Linked DNA regions of Mus musculus: regions 1 and 2 are each linked to region 3. Evidence: chromatin contacts called from public HiChIP or PLAC-seq data. All regions are on one chromosome and are shown on one strand. The core of a region is the stretch at or near the end of the contact, and the rest is flanking DNA. Distances in the headings are between cores, read along the strand shown.

Region 1 (3,375 bases), core at 794-3,293, 290 kb before region 3:
AGTTGGTTCTGTCTTTCTACCACATGAATCATGGGGTTGGAACTCAAGTTCTCAGGCTGGGTGGCAACCACCCATACCCATTGAGCCACCCTACCTACCCAAATGTCCTCTCCATAAAGGTAGGTTGTCACTCACGGACAGCTTCGATAATAAAGTCTTAGCCCCAATGACCTCTGTGTGTTATATTTGTAGACAGAACCTTTTTTATTTATCTTTTTCCTGAGACAGGGTTTTCTCTGTAGCCTTTCTCCTGGAACTCACTGTGTAGACCAAGCTGGACTCAAACTCAGAGACTGGCCTGCCTCTGCCTCTGGAAACTGAGAATAAAGGCCTGTGACATTATTGTTCAGCCTATGAGCAGGACCTTTAAAGAGGTGAAGAGAAGCCAGGCCTGGTGATGTAGGCCTGCAATAAAGAAAGAGGTGAGGGGGCTGGCGAGATGGCTCAGCGGGTAAGAGCACTGACTGCTCTTCCAAAGGTCTTGAGTTCAAATCCCAGCAACCACATGGTGGCTCACAACCATCCGTAATGAGATCTGACGCCCTCTTCTGGTGTGTCCGAAGACAGCTACAGTGTACTTACATATAATAAATAAATAAATCTTAAAAAAAAAAGAAAGAAAGAAAGAAAGAAAGAGAGAGAGAAAGAAAGAAAGAGGTGAGGGCTGGGTGTGGTGGCGCACACCTTTAATCCCAGCACTTGGGAGGCAGAGGCAGGTGGATCTCTGTGAGTCTGAGGCCAGCTTGGTCTACAGAGTGAGTTCCAGGACAGCCAGGGCTACACAGAGAAACCCTGTCTTGAAAGAAAGAAAGAAAGAAAGAAAGAAAGAAAGAAAGAAAGAAAGAAAGAAAGAAAGAAAGAAAGAAAGAAAGGAAGGAAGGAAGGAAGGAAGAGGTGAATAGGATAAAATGAGGTCCAATAGGTTGGGGGCATGGCTCAGTGTTAGAGGGCTTGCCTAGCAAGTGAGAGGCCTGGGTTCAACCTCTGGCACTGAAGAGGGATGGTAGGTAGGTAGGTAGGTAGGTAGGTAGGTATCTAGATAGATAGATGATAAATAGGTAGATGGATGGTAGATATATAGATAATAGATGTGGGATAGATAGATGATAGAGATATACATAGATGATAGATTATAGATAGATAGATAGATAGATAGATAGATAGATAGATAGATAGATAGACAGACAAATGGTAGGTATATAGATGATAGAAAGATGAGGGATAAATAGATGGTAGATAAGTAGATGATAGTAGGTAGATGAGAGGGAGAGAGAGAGAGAGCGAGAGAGAGCGAGAAAGGATATAATAAGGTCATTAGGCTAATTTGATCCAAAGACAGATTGGGGTTCTTATAAGACAAGTGATCAAGCAGGCCAGATATGGGGGGAACTGATCTGTAATTCTAGCACCTGGGGTGGGAGATGGAGGCAGGAGGAAGGGGAGGTCGAGGGTATCCGCAGATACTTAGTGAGTTTGAGGCTATCCCCAGCCACGTGAGACTCTGGCAAATCCTTCCGCACTAACAACAAAAATTCTGAAAGGCAAACCTCCCTTAACTCATAAAGCATGAATTGGGGCGTATGCGGGCCTTCAGAGCCATGTGGTGTGTTTGGGAACAGACGACAGGAAACACTGTTGAGAGGACTCAGACCCAGAGAGGAAGGGACAGCAGAGTCACCATGTGGACAGGCGTTGGGGCTTGCTGGGCCGCTCACAGGAAGCAGCGCACACCAGAGCCATCCGCCTAGGAGCTGGGCCACAGTTTCCTGCAGAGTGGGCCCTGACACACCCGGCCAAAGCAAGCACTGGCCTGTGGACAGAAAGCAGACACAGGACGGAGCCCGTTCCGGGGTCAGCTCACTGTACTTGAAGATGTGAGCCCAAAGAAGTGGGGGGTGCCACGGCGTCTTTTGCAGATGTTACTATGCCAGTTGGTGTTAGACACTTAGATATATTTTTAAGAAGAGCAGTCGGTACTCTTAACTACTGAACCATCTCTCCAGCCCCACAATGACATTCTTCAAAGAGCAGAGCTTAGAGGCACAGGCACTTGTCACCAAGCAGCAACATGAGTCAGATCCCTGAAAATCCACAGGCAGAAGGAGAGAGCTGACTCCTGTCCGTTGACCTTCATGTGAATACAGTGGTGTGTGGTGGTGTGTGTGTGTGTGTGTGTGTGTGTGTGTGTGTGTGTGCATTTATGCCATGTGTGTCAAGAGTGTGAGGAGGACCCAAGAGAGTTCCTAGACTTAAAGCTGGTTATGAACCGTCTGACTTGAGTACTGGGAACTGAACCTGGGCCCTCTGAAAGTGTAGCAAATGTCTTAATGTCTGAGCCATCTCTCTAGCCTCTGAAATATGCTTTTAATTGAACACCTCTCTCTCTCTCTCTCTCTCTCTCTCTCTCTCTCTCTCTCTCTCTCTCTCTCACACACACACACACACACACACACACACACACACACTGCCCCACAGACACACATAAAATTTTAAAGTTTTTTTTTTCAGCCGGGGGGGGGGGTGTGTGTGTGTGTCACTTTTCAAGACAGGGTTTCTCTGTTCTGTGTAGCCCTGGCTGTCCTAGAACTCGCTCTGTAGACCAGGCCAGGCTCAGTCTCACAGGTTCTGAGATTAAAGTCTTGCTCCAACAACACCCACTAAAAGACCTTTTTAAACTAACTGTAACCCAGCACTCAGAAGGCAGAGTCAGGAGCATCACAAAGCCAAAAGCCTCCTGAACTCCACCATGAAGCCATCTCTCACTAGCCCAAGGGCTTTGGGCAGAGCCCCACAGCAGGGCATGCATCTAAGCGCGCCCACGGCTCTAACTGGCATCTCAGCACTTCAGGAATGCAAGCGTGAACAGAGCTGCCTTGTCATCGGGCCATTGCACTCTGGAGAACAGAGCGTGTTTTGCGCGCTCTCTCTCTCTCTCCTCCCTCTCCCTCTCCCTCTCCCTCTCCCTCTCCCTCTCCCTCTCCCCCTCCCCCTCCCCCCCTCTCTGTGTTGGTGAGGGAGAGGATAAGGCCTCCCTGTCTTCAGTGCTGAGACTCTGGATCTATAAAGCAGCACCCGGCTCTCTACACGGCTTTTAGGGGTTGAACTCAGGTTGTTAAAACTTGCATGGTTAGCACAGGCGAGCTATCTCAGCCTCTGCTTGAGACTGGGTCTCACAGTGTAGGGTTGGCTCACCTGTCACTTTCTGTGTAGATCAGGTTGGCCACAAACCTTTGGTAATCTTCCTGCCTCTGCCTCGGGAGTTCTGCCGGTATTATAGGCATGTACCACTATACCCAGCTTAATTTTTTTTTTCAAGAGTTTCTCTATGTAGGTTTGACTTTCTTTGCTTTGTAGTCCAGGCTGGCCTCAAACTCA
Region 2 (3,261 bases), core at 156-2,655, 340 kb before region 3:
AGCACTGGTCAAGCAGGCATGAGATGTGGGACTCAGACCCTCAGCGCAGGGTAGCGTAAACCGGATATGACGATACCTGTCAGTAATGCCAGCATTTGGAAGGTGAAGGCAGAAGGACCAGAAATTAGTGGTCATCCTTGCCTCCATAGGGAGGCAGAGGGAAGCCTGGGCTATGTGAAACCCAATCTCAAAAACAAATGACTGATAGGGGCTGGAGAGGTGGCTCAGTGGTTAGGAGCACTTGCTGATCTCACAGGGGTCCTGTGTTTGACTCCCAGCACCCATGTCTGGTGGCTCCCAACTGCCTGTGACTCTAATTCCAGGGGATCCTATATGTCTGGCTCCCATGGGCACCAACAGTTACATGCACATACCCACCTACAAACACACACTCATACACATAGTCAAACAAAATGAATTGCCAGATGTGCACCACCACTCCATGCCACACACCTTTGCTATAGATGTCTGTGAGTTCTAGGCCAGCCAGGTCTACACAATGAGACCCTATATCACTCCAAAACCACTAAATAAATAAATCAATAAATCTTAGCTAGGAGTGTGTGTGGCACAGGGCTTTAATCCCAGCACTCAGGGAGACAGAGGCAAACAGATCTCTGTGATTTCAAAGCTAGCCAAGAATATACAGTGAGACTTTGTCTAATATAATAATAATAATAATAATAATAATAAAGAGAATGCCATGCAAATAGCTGTTGTTGGTTATTGTTGGTTTTTTTGGTTTTGAGAGAGTTTCAGTAGGTAGCCCTGGTTGTCCTGGAACTCACTATGACCAGGCTGGCTTCGAACTCACAGAGATCTGCCTGCCAATGCCTCTCCAGTTGCTGGAAGGTCAGTGTCACCATGCCAGGCCATAAATACAATTTTTTTTATTACGTATCTTCATCAATGACATTTCCAATGCTATCCCAAAAGTCCCCCATAAATACAATTTTTAAAAAAGAAGAAAAGAAAAAGCAAGGCTGTGGCTACAGCCTGGTGGAATGTTCTAGGCCCTAGGTTCAATTCTCTAAAGAAGCTCTGTCCTGCCTCCCTCCCCACCCGCCTTGGGAATGTCAGTCATCCAACCAGGCCAAGGGGCTGGAGAGCTGGGGCCCTTGGCTGTCCTTTGGCCTCAAGTACTATGCAGGACCCTGAGCCGCTCTCCATCTAAGCTCAGAGCCTCAGTTTCCATTTCTGTACTTCAAGGAGGGAGGGGCCTGGCCTGCAGATGGGGAGAGCGGTGCACAGCTGGGTTTGTAGTGGGAACTGGGGTTTGGCAGGGTTGGGGGGCTGGGGTGTCCCCTCCCTCTGATCCCCGCCCGCGGCCGCTGCCCACGAGTCGTCCATAAAAGGCAAGGAGCGCAAGTCGCGCCAAACTTAGTCATGCGGCGGCGGCCGGCGGCTGCCCGCGCGACTTCCTCCGCCGACTTCCCGTTTCGAGAGCGAAGCCCGCAGGGGATGTGAGGTGTGGTCCTGCCTTTCGAAATGGCTCCGATTCCCCTAAGGGGATCCGCGGTGCCGGCGCCCTGCAGAGGGGACCGCTAAGGGTCCGCGGGCACACACCCGGGCTTGTGTTTGAGAAAGTGGGGATGGGGTGGGGGTTGGGTGAAGGCAGGGAATCTCAGATAGCCCAGGCTAGCCTGCCTTAGCCTCGGAGTGCTGGAATCTCAAGAGTAAGCCATTACTTTGGGCTTAGGAATGCATGAAGGGCTTCCAGAAGGCACAGCTGTTACCCTGGAGCTGGGAGGGAGCTTGGATAAAGAGGTTAGGAGAGCATTGTTTGTTGGTGTTGGAGCAAGTACCTCATCCGTGCTAGCCCAGTGCTCCCCCTCTGAATGTTCTAGACTGTATTTCTTTGAAATAAGATCTTGTGTAGGTCGTCAGGCTGGCCTTGAACCCTTTCTTTCTTGTTTTTTTTTTTTTTTTTTTTTTGAGACGGGGTTTCACTATGTAGCTTTGGCTGGTTTAGAACTCACTCTGTAAACCAGGCTGGCTTCAAACTCAGAAATCTACCTGCTTCTGGAGCGCTGGCATAAACAGTATACAGCTGGGCCTTGAAGTCATTCTGCAGTCTCCACCTTCCAAGAGCCACATAAACCAGGCAGGCCTCTGGCTGCCTCTGCCTCCCGAGTACTGGAATTAAAGCTCTGCCCCATAATGCATGACTTATTTTATTATTTTCTTAACCATTTATATTGAGACAGGATTTCAATATGTTGCCCAGGCTGGCCCGAACCTGTTCTGTATCCAGGTAGGCACTGACCTGTTTGGATTTTTGGATTTTTAAAAAAAATATTCGGGCTGGTGAGATGGCTCAGTTGGTAAGAGTACCCGACTGCTCTTCCAAAGGTCCAGAGTTCAAATCCCAGCAACCACATGGTGGCTCACAACCATCTGTAACGAGATCTGACACCCTCTTCTGGAGTGTCTGAAGACAGCTACAGTGTACTTTACATATAATAAATAAATAAATCTTTTAAAAAAAAATATTAATTTTTAATGGGCATGGGTGTTTTTGTCTATATGAGTGTCTGTGTACCAGGTGCAGACGGTGCCTTCGAGGCCAGAAGAAGGCACTCGAGCTGGAGCTACAGACAGTTGTGAGCCACCATGGGGATGCTGGGAATTGAATGCTGTCAGTGCTTTTAGCTGGGGAAGAAACAGTTGGTCTGTGGGCACCATGCTTGTATTCCTTCAGATCTGTACTTTTCCATAGATTGGAAATGTCTTACCTGGTGTGGCGGGCAATGCAGGTCTATAATCTTAGCACTAGGGAGGCAGAGGGGCAGGAGGATCAAGAGTTCAAAGCCCATCATACCAAGTTCCAAGCCAGCCAAGGCAACAATGAGACCTTGCCTCAAGAAAAGATACTTTCTAGAAACAAAGAGACAAAATGGCTGTCCCGAACTGAGTGAGCTACCTCTTCCCCTGTTTCTTCTAGGCTATAAGACACTAATCTCTCTAGAGCAGTGGTTCTCAACCTTCCTAACGCTGTGACCTTTTAATGTAGTCCCTCATGTGGTGGTGACCCCCCAACCATAAAGTTATTTGGTTGCTACTTCATAACTGTAGTTTTGCTACTGTTACAAATTGTAACATATAAAGATCTGATATGTGGCCCACAGGTTGAAACACCCCCCACCCCCCCACCCCCGTCCCCCGAACTAGGGGTTGTTATGAAACTATGACACACAGGCTGAGGCATGAGTCCCACGTACACAGTAGGTGCTCAACAAAGGAGTCTGCTGTATTGAGCGT
Region 3 (3,589 bases), core at 292-2,791:
CTGAAAACCAGTCTGACCAGGAGAAGGTCAGTTCATATTCTTGCAACTCAGGCCCTGGGGGTTCCCCTCCTCCTGGGATATTCTTAGCCCCACTCCTGCCAATCAGTCCCTAGAACGCCTTTCTGCTCCATTCTCCTTAACCTCTCATCCTGGATTCGAATGCAGTGTCAAGTTCACGGCTTCATCAGGCAAAAATCACTGTGTCACTTCAACACATCTTTCCACTCAAGTCCTGAGCCTAGGGCACAGCGCTGCAGACACTCAGAACGGGGTGCTGCACTGTCCATAGAAAGGAGTGTGCAGAGACACAATCGTAAAGGTTAAAAGTTAGGAACTCCAGAAAAGTCCCAAATCCAGGGGATCCACGTAAAGGATGTTTGCGTGGGGTCACGCTCGCGCATGCGCACTTGTGGCTAGTTACCTTCATTCCCGTTCACTAGCCCCACTGACTTAAGACCCTTTTTTGTCCAGAATGTCTTTCCCTGTTCACTACACTCCTCACCATCTGCCCAGTTTCCGGAGCCCCTATTCTCCAGGGTTGCTCCCTGGAGGTCATCCACGACCCCCCAGAGCAGGCTCCTCAACCAGGCCAGCTAGCCCCCTGGCCCAGCCAGTAGCGACAGAACCAAAACAAAATGCCAATGCCACCCACCCAGGCTGAGCAGGTGGGCTGATCCTCGCTGATACCTGCACCTCCTCCCTCCCTTCTTGTGTCCACATAATGCACCCTAGATTCTGCCAACGCGTTCCACCACCCATCTCGGGGGCAACAGATTTAGCAGAGAGAGAGAGCAGTCCAGCCAGCCTCCATTTACAGATGAAGCAGGCTAGGCCACGGCCCCTCAATGTCACAAAGCTGGCTGTAGGGCTCCAGGACAAGGTCTTTCCCTTTTCTTCCTCTCTCTGGGGGATGGGGGGAGGGTACCTAGCTTCCACTTCGCGCTAGGGCGGGAGTAATGACAGCCCTCCTTGGAAGGTGTCTCTCTAGGGGGCGGGGGCGGCTCCGGCCCAGCTCCCGCCCCTAAGCTGGAGAAGGCGGCGCTAGCACCCTGCAAAGGTGCAGTGCACGACGTCCCCGGCCCGCCCCCTCCCACGCTGGAGTCTGTACCCCTCTAGGGTGTTAAGCCATCCCTGACGTGCCGCGCAGGCCCAGGTCGGTATTGGGGGGATCTAGGGGCCTGGAAGATCTAGCTCGTGCAGCTGCAACTCCGACCCCACCAAGGACGGGCCCTGCAGTCCCGCGATCTCCCCACGGACACCGGAGGCCTCCAGCTCTCGAGCATCCATGACGGCCAGCCTTGCCGCCGCCACCGCCCCCAGCGCGCGCGTCCCGCCCGCGCGCACCTGCCGCATCCGCGCGCCCCACTCACCGCGCGCGCGCCCGGGCCCGGCCAAGCCGGAGCGAGACACGGACTCGTGGGGGGTGGGGGGCTGTGACCACCGGGGACTCCCCCCCGCACTACACAAAGTGACGGCCGCGAGCTGCGCGACGGCGGAGGAGGCGGCGGCGCGTGGGCACCGGAAGTGCCGCCCGCCGGCCCCGCCTTGTCCGCGCCCACGAGGGGGGCACTTCCGGTCATGGGGCGTCCCGGAGCTCTGGATGTAGACAGGGTGCTGCTGCGTCGCACCCCCATATGCATGGAGGATGGTTATAGCTACCCACAATGAGCACCCCCTGCTTATTACCTGCTCCTCTATGTTTCAAGGGACCCCTGCCCACGACGTCCAGCCCCAGCGAGCATCTCTTCTCGCCAGACGACAGCCTAAGTCTACCTTTGCCCGTGCCAGGACGTGTCGGGAGCCCGTCCTCCTGTCCACCGGACCCTCCCTGGATCTCCTGATGGTGGAGAAGGGTAGTGACCCCCAATGGGTATTCAGGCAGCGCTTGTCTGACCCTGACATGGGCAAGGGTGTGGCTGGGAGATTGATCCATTCTGGCTTTACTTGTGTGTGCAGGGTGTGGCAGACAGAGGGGCAGCCTATTCAAGGCGTGAGGGGGGTACTGTGGACTATAACAGTCAAATGCATGAAAGACTGGAGATTGAGGCCAGACTGGATTTATGTTCTTCAACTCCCTAATCTGTCATCCCCAGGCCTGGCAAGAATATTGGGAAATAGCCTTGCATGGCTTTAGACAGGTCGAACCTTGACAGTCCATTGATATATTCACGACTACTCAGGGCAGTGCTCTGTAGCTCCAAAGAGCCATCCATATTATGAAGTCCCTGGACCCCAAGCCTGCTGGCCACCTATGCCTGGAGTAAATGCCCTAGGTACCTATAGAGACCAACCCTGGACATGACCCTGGGGAGACCAGAGTTCTAGCCTCTGCCCTCTCTCCCCTCTTCCTTGGCCTCCCCTCCCTTATATTGAAAAGTCTTTGTGACACTCTTGTGCTTTTCTTGGTAGACCATGTAGACTGGATGCTTTAGGAGTCATAGCCTTTCTCATCTTAGGCGAGCCCTAACCCCTAACTGTGGGTTCTCTAGGGACCAGAAACACTCTTCTTTCCTGCCTACACACATTTAGGCACACATAGAAGGAAGCTGCTTGTCTCTCGGTTTTACTAGGATGTGTGTTCACATGTGTGCACATGAGCTATCTCCGTGATGACATTCTTACGCACCCTGGGTTTTCACACAGATGGGTTACCTACCAAATCACCTGCCTCTCTGCAGGATCCCTGGCAGGCTAGAAACCCAGGGAAGGGAAGGGGAGCCAACCTTTCCCTCTGGGAAACCCGAAGGAGGTGATGAATGTGTGTACCTGCCATGTTCCATGCATGTGCGTGTTCCTGCCATGTTCCATGCATACATGCATTCCTGCCATGTTCCACGCATGCACGTGTTCCTGCCCTGTTCCATGCATGCATGTGTTCCTGCCATGTTCCATGCATGCATGTGTTCCTGCCATGTTCCATGAATGCACGTGTTCCTGCCATGTTCCATGCATGCACGTGTTCCTGCCATGTTCCATGCATGCACGTGTTCCTGCCGTGTTCCATGCTGTGCTCCCTTCCCATGTTCTTGGGCCCTGTTGTCAAGTGAGCAGCTGGGAAAATGGAGAAACAGATTTTCAAATGGAGTCCATATGTCTCAAGTATCATGCAGCCAGACACAGTGGTGCAAGCTTGAAGTCCCAGCTACTCTGGAGGATCATGAGTTCAAAACCAACCCAAGCAATTTAGTAAGACCCCCATCTCCAAAAACATTAAAAGGTGGGGGTTGGGGGTAAGCTTACCAGTGCTGGGCCTGACTTAGAATCCCCTCAGTGAGGGGCTGAAGTTGTGGTTAGATAGCAGACTGATTACTCAGAATTCACACCAGTGAGAAGCTGGGGTATGACTCAGTGGAAGAGCATTTGCCTAGAAACCACTGCTGAGGATCTGGGAGCATGCGGTACCGAGCTTACGAAAGGCTTTGGATTCCATCCCCAGCTCCTTTGAAAACAAAACAGAACAGAACAGATAGGACGTTAGTTAGTATTGCCTGCTGTGGGCGATTGGAACTCCAGTGGAATTCGAGGCTACTTTTTTGGAGGGGAAGGGAGTAAAGAAAACATGTATTTAATTCACAGTTTTGGAGACTGG

Evidence for each region. HiChIP or PLAC-seq counts read pairs in DNA pulled down with a chosen protein or histone mark.
Region 1: an H3K27ac HiChIP or PLAC-seq map of microglia shows a contact between it and region 3, with 4 times the contacts expected there. The contact joins the enhancer-like site here to the promoter of Zfp316 in region 3. A contact is called at or near these places in 2 of 39 promoter capture datasets (embryonic stem cells and neural stem cells) and 3 of 115 datasets of contacts at active chromatin or transcription factors (bone marrow-derived macrophages, embryonic stem cells and microglia).
Region 2: a contact with region 3 is called in an H3K4me3 HiChIP or PLAC-seq map of embryonic stem cells, with 4 times the contacts expected there. The contact joins the enhancer-like site here to the promoter of Zfp316 in region 3. A contact is called at or near these places in 2 of 39 promoter capture datasets (the 3T3-L1 cell line and stem cell-derived epiblast-like cells), 1 of 15 datasets of contacts at CTCF or cohesin (embryonic stem cells), 11 of 484 Hi-C or Micro-C datasets (the Ba/F3 cell line, brown adipocytes and embryonic stem cells), 8 of 115 datasets of contacts at active chromatin or transcription factors (bone marrow-derived macrophages, embryonic stem cells, extraembryonic endoderm stem cells and 2 more) and 2 of 9 other capture datasets (embryonic stem cells and pancreatic islet).

What each region holds. Positions count from the first base shown.
Region 1 is chr5:142,980,523-142,983,897 of GRCm38.p6, forward strand. No RefSeq gene overlaps it. Among named protein-coding and RNA genes, the nearest start is that of Fscn1, 22 kb to the left of the region's middle. Within about 2 kb of position 2,044, at least 26 of the 459 cell types and tissues checked have an H3K27ac peak or open chromatin away from gene starts, as enhancers often do. A contact at or near this core is called in microglia, where this site is marked.
Region 2 is chr5:142,927,841-142,931,101 of GRCm38.p6, forward strand. No RefSeq gene overlaps it. Among named protein-coding and RNA genes, the nearest start is that of Actb, 23 kb to the left of the region's middle. Within about 2 kb of position 1,406, at least 285 of the 459 cell types and tissues checked have an H3K27ac peak or open chromatin away from gene starts, as enhancers often do. A contact at or near this core is called in the Ba/F3 cell line, bone marrow-derived macrophages, brown adipocytes and 2 more, where this site is marked.
Region 3 is chr5:143,268,481-143,272,069 of GRCm38.p6, forward strand. Zfp316 (zinc finger protein 316) reads right to left here and starts at 1,542. Exons shown (of 7, transcript NM_017467.3): 1 at 1,371-1,542.